2 separate regions of the Sus scrofa genome follow, and region 1 is linked to region 2. A link is a contact called in public Hi-C data. All regions are on one chromosome and are shown on one strand. Each heading gives the region's core, a stretch centred on a gene start, on an enhancer-like site or on the middle of the called end of the contact. The rest is flanking DNA. Distances are from core to core; before and after follow the strand shown. Region 1 holds the start of OSTF1 (osteoclast stimulating factor 1). Region 2 holds the start of TMC1 (transmembrane channel-like protein 1).

Region 1 (2,700 bases), core at 161-2,660, 2.4 Mb before region 2:
GAACCAAAGTCCCCAAAATTTCCTTCACACCCAGCCCACCAACATTTAAGTCCTCAATGAACGACCATGCCATACATGTACCTAATTTTCAAATAAAATGACTGGAAACTACCACATGTGAGGGCAAACAAGGGAAGATGGAGTGCTTGACTAAAATTTAGGAAGATCAAGAAAATATTATCTTCCTAAACAAGGTTACTTTGAAATTGACCTAGATGGCTAAATTTCAGCCTGCGTTATACTGATGTTACATGAGAATGGAAGAAAAAAACTGAGAATTTATCTTCCATTTCCTATGTTTTCTGTACCTACCTACCGGATGAATGCATGAATGAGTCTGTTACAGTACTGAACTGAAATAATTAATTCCCTCTTAAATTCTCCTTTCTCCATATCCCAGGAAATATTCTAAGGATAAAATAAAAATGAACAAGGACTACAAGCGCTCTTTAGCGCTGCTTTGAGGAACTTAGTAATCTCATCCTCTCCAATTTAGCCAAATTCATTAGGGGAGTGGAGGCAAAGGACTTGTATTGCCTGATAAAATGACACTTCCGAATAGCAATTGCTGAGATTATCCTGCCACAGCCTAGATTCTTCTAGTCCGGAGTTCAAGTACACTTTTGTAAAAGCTTTCCTCAAGATCTCGAGGTCAATTTTCGAACGCAGCTCCTCTCAAAAGTCCCAAAGAAGACCCGCTCACGCACCCCACCCTACAAGCAGCGCACTTCCCGTTCCCTTTGGCCGGTCAAGAACTCAAACTTGACAGTGACACACACTGAAAAAAAAAAAAAAAAAAAAGAGGAAGTGGCTAAAAACCCATTTCAAGACATTTATTTTTTTTCCTAAGGGAGATCAATGGCCCTGTCTTCCAGGAAAGCTTCAATGGGACGTAGCCTTCGCATCGCCTGGAAAGTTGCCGCTAATGACAATGTTGCAAAGCCAAGCGTGACTCCTCTTCAAAAATAAAATTTTTTAAATTCCTCGAAAATCTTCTTGCTATCCAAACTGATCGCCCCGCTACAGCGAACGCAGCAGCAACGCTAACAACTCCTATCCCGGTGGGTCCCTTTTCGAAAGCGAGGCTGGGGCCGGGTACGTGTCTGGTTTGCCCTGCCAAGTGGCAAAGGGAGCGCAGAGCACCGCGGCGGCCAGGGGACCCGCGAGCACCTCCCTTACCTGGTTTGACCGGTTTGGGTGGCGGCTTCGACATCTCTTCCTGGAGCGGCTGATCCTGTAGACCACGCACGAAAAGCCAAACGAACGCCCCTCCACTCGGCACTCCGGGCGCCCCAAAGTTTCTTTTTGTCTGGCTTGCATCGGGGCGCCTTCAAGGACCTGCGTCCACCCTTGGCAGCCAGACAAGCAGAAGCTGGCAGAGCCGCTCCGCGCAGTACCCCGCCCCGCCCCGCGGCCGACAGACCCGTCCGGAGCGCGCGGCCGGACAGATGAGGAAGTGGCCGCCGCTTCGCCGAGCGCTAATTGGCTCCCCTGCTGCCAGCTTCCCCGAGGCAGGAGCGCGGGAGGCGCGCACGACAGCGCGCGCGGCGGCAGAATCAGCCGGAGCCGAACGGGGGCGTCGTAGGCTCGCGCCAGGGCCAGCCAGGGGCGCGCGGCAAGGAGGGGAAAGGGCTGGACTGTGTAGGAGCGCGAGCGCGCGCACGCGGCCACGCTCTCCGGAGTCCCGCCCCGCCCAACGCCGGCTGGAGCCGGGCGCCGCGTCCGCTCCGGGTGGGACGGAAACCTGGGGTTTGTCACCTCTACCCTGGGCCACCTCTGACCCGGGAGGGGCGCGGGGGAAGGACTTGTGGGCGTCTCGGTTAACGAGCTTCGGGGGTTGCGGAGGGTTAGTGAGAGGCGTGCGGTTGGCAATTGCTTGTGCCGCTCTGCTTGGGAGCACTCGAACTGGCGCTGGGTGAGTACCTGATAGACCCCGCCGCGCAGCGCCGACTCTCTGGGGCCAGGAGGTATTTCCACAGTGTTCCAGCGCTGGAGCCCGAGCCTGGTTGTGTCTTGAAAGCCTTGTTGAGGCTCCTACCACCATAAAGGGACTGATCCGTGGCCTGCCCAGGAGGACGTGTACTCGTGATGGTGTGGTGCTCTCACGCCCCCTAATAATCCTTAAAATGGGAGTCTGCCTTCTAGAGACCGTTCAGGTTGTTGGGAGAAGTCACTGGGGCAGAGTCAGGTCATGATCCCTAGGGCAGGAGAAAATTTTTATTTCTGTAGCATTGGATTCGGCTAATTGCGGCCCCCTTGCCGCCTGTTATTGTACCACCTGAGAATGGTTTTCACATTTTTTTAATGGCTTAAAAGAAATCAGAAGCAGCAGATTTTTTGGCACGTGAGAATTATATGAAATTCAGATTTCAGTGTCCATAAATTTTATTAGAACACAGCCACGCTCATTTGCTTATGTATTGTCTCCCGCCACTTTTGCTGCCTAACAGCAGAACTGAGCAGCTGCCTGCAAAGCCGAGAACATTCACCATAACAGTACTTGGCAGAGCAAGTTTGCCCACCTCAGATTACCAGATTGAATCTCCACTGGGAGGCTGGGGCATAGGAGAAACACTGTGTGTGTTAAACTCAAAACAGCACAGGCTATATCATAAACTAGTTGTTTGTTTGGAGGAAGAAAAATGGGAAATATTTTACATGAGACTCTATGTAAAATGAACCTTCAAAGTTTCCCCTGGG
Region 2 (2,700 bases), core at 2-2,501:
TTTTGTATTTCTAACAAGTGCCCAAGTGATACTGATGCTGCTGGTGTATGGTCCACACTTTGAGAACAACTAGGGTAGTTGCTGCAACAGTAACTTGCTAAAAATAGGCTCAATATCAAGTACATTCCTGTTAGAAACAACCTTACAGAGAAAATTATGATTGGCTGAGAAGGTGCTACATAATATATATTATGCAATACCTTATTAAATAACCAGCTTGTTTTATTACTTTGTTGGTTTTTTTCTTTCAATCATGCTTCTTCAAGAATTATCTTGTTCCACTTTTTAACAACTAAAATGGATGTGTGTGGGGGGAAGAATTTCCAAGTTACTTTTGTCCTAAGAATCACCTCCACTATTTCCCTGTCCTTCAGTGCCTCAAGAGAGTCACTTATCCTCTTTCATCATTATTCACTTATCTTTGAAAATGGCTATATAGTACCTATCTCGGTGAACTGCTGTGAGGATTAACGAGACCCTAAATGAAAAATCTTAGCCCTGAAAATGGCCTGTAAATGGCAGCTGCTCTGCTTTTACTAATTTGTCTACATCAAGAAAGTAAATTTCCTGGGACCAATATCCGAAACTACTTACATCTTCAACACATTAACTGCCTGTAGCAATAACTCCAAGTTGTAAAGAAAATGGTCAGTTACATTCTAGGGATTCAGCTTACTGTGGCAGAAAGCGGTCTGATTTGGAAACGTTGGCAAAGTGCATCAGGACAACATTCTCCCAGACAAAATTATAAATCAGAATCACCTGGATCATTACTTCAACTTCAAAGTCCCAGATAACCAAAACTACTTCCAAGGGAGAAGCTTAGGTGATTATTTAAAGGTAAATAATTACTCCAGGTGGATTTTTCTGATCAGCAAGTTTGGGAAACAAGGAAGGGACCTACCTCTCCATTTTAATGGTGGCTATCAGAAGGCCTAAAAACCGTTTCTATTTATTCATTAGGCCATTGTTTACTACAAAATTTTCGTAAGTCCCTTTCTGTGTTACTAATTTTGGTCTTCTGAGTTGAACTAAAGTCACCTGGAGAGGTCAGCTGCACGTGGGATTTTTTTGTTGCTGCTTTGAAAAGGTTCTGTTTTTAGTTAACTCACCCTTTCAAACTAGTCAGGGCCTGTGCCTCATTTCTGAATTGCCCCCTCTTGAATTTCCTCCTGCAACGCCTTCTTTTTGATCTCTCCCTCAGATCTAGCTTGTTTGGCCCTTCTTTTCTTGAGTAGAACATTTGGTGCTTTCCCAGTTCGAGACGCTTTGCTGGAATAGCCAATTTCCAGGGATTTTACAGGCTGGCCAAAACAGTTTGTTCAGAACAACAACGCCGACGCGCGGGGCGGAGGACTGGCAGCCAGTGAGGCCAAGCATTTCCTGACTCTGCACAACCACCCGTGACCTTGGGCGTGCAAGAGAGCCAGCGCCGCCTGCCCTGCTCCTTCCCGACAGCAACAAGGCAACGCTCAAGCTGTACTTTAGAACCGAAAAGGTGTGGGAGGGAACTGGACGGGGAAGCGTCATAAAGAGGCGAGGAGACCCAGAGGCTATAGAGCAGTTCATTTTCTGAGGCGAATCCTTCTACCTCTTTCTCCAGGGGTGGGGGAAGGGGGAGTAAGGAGGAAAGGGAAATGTCTGCCAAGGGGTCGAGACAAAGCGTGAGAACTGAGATGGCGAAAAGCAGGCTCGACTGAGAAAATCAGAAGGCGAGACGCTGAGGGCGGATAATCAGGTTAAAAATAGAAACGCGTCCTCCACCGGTCTAACTCCTACCAGCTCCGCCCGGAGGCCGGCAGCCCGGCCAGTGACTCGGCTCCGCGCAACTGCAGAGCGGTCAAGCTCGGCCCCTCCTCCCCGACCGGGTGACTGGAGTGAGAGGCGCGGCGACGGGCACGTGACGTCATCGCGCTCCCGGCGCCGCCGGCGCCGTCGGGGTTTTCGATGACGCACAGACCCCGCCCCCTCCCTCCCTCTTTCCCTCAGAGCCGGAGCGCCGGCAGGAGAGAACGCGTCAGTGAGCTGGAGCGCAGATCTGTCTGCATCTCAGTTTTGGGCTTGTAGCTCCCGGGAACAGCGCAGCTTCCTCGGTGGTAGAAGAAGCATCCGAGAGCGCCATCCGCGGGCCCTTGCGGCGCCCAGGCCTAGCTGCGCGCGCCCGGCTCGCCCTCGGAGTCTGCCCAACCCGCCGCTGGTGGAGGCGTGAGGCGACGACGGGTGAGCGCCGAAAGCTGCCTTAGCCGCCGCGGCCTTCGGTCCTCCCTCCGCCTCCTCTGTCCCCCCGCCCCGCGCCGCTTCCCTCCTCCCACTTCCCGAGCTCCGGCGTGTCCCGGCCACGCTCACTGCTGCTGCGGGAACAAAGAAGGACCCCGCGGCGGCGGCGGCGGCGGCGCAACCTCCTGCGGCTCCGACCGGCCCGCGGCTGCGGCTCCAAGGCACCCGACTCGCCTATCCCTGAGGGCTCGGACCGGCCCCACCGCGCCGGTGTCGCGCGCGAGCCCGGCTCCTGGCCCCGCAGGGTGAGTGGTGTGGAGGGGAGGCAGGGCTCCCGGCTGTTCGTCCCGGGCTGGTGGTGGGAGCGGAGGACTGGGGTGCCGTAGGCCTCCGGCGAAACCCTAGCGGCCGGCGGCGTCCGGGGGAGGGGAGCCCGCCCGCCAGTTCAGGAAGCACAAAGACGAAGGCGTCATCGTGTCGTCG

Evidence for each region. A called contact is a pair of places that touch in the nucleus more often than the background predicts.
Region 1: a Hi-C map of heart right ventricle shows a contact between it and region 2, with 8 times the contacts expected there. The contact joins the promoter of OSTF1 here to the promoter of TMC1 in region 2. A contact is called at or near these places in 1 of 47 Hi-C or Micro-C datasets (heart right ventricle) and 1 of 2 datasets of contacts at active chromatin or transcription factors (alveolar macrophages).

Annotation. Positions count from the first base shown.
Region 1 is chr1:228,140,869-228,143,568 of Sscrofa11.1, reverse strand. OSTF1 (osteoclast stimulating factor 1) reads right to left here and starts at 1,410. Exons shown (of 10, transcript NM_214005.1): 1 at 1,180-1,410. The coding sequence starts at 1,213. NMRK1 (nicotinamide riboside kinase 1) reads left to right here and starts at 1,679. Exons shown (of 9, transcript XM_003121961.4): 1 at 1,679-1,915.
Region 2 is chr1:225,713,152-225,715,851 of Sscrofa11.1, reverse strand. It overlaps TMC1 (transmembrane channel-like protein 1), which reads right to left and starts at 1,251. Exons shown (of 24, transcript XM_021064884.1): 1 at 1,113-1,251. It also overlaps a transcript of ZFAND5 not described here.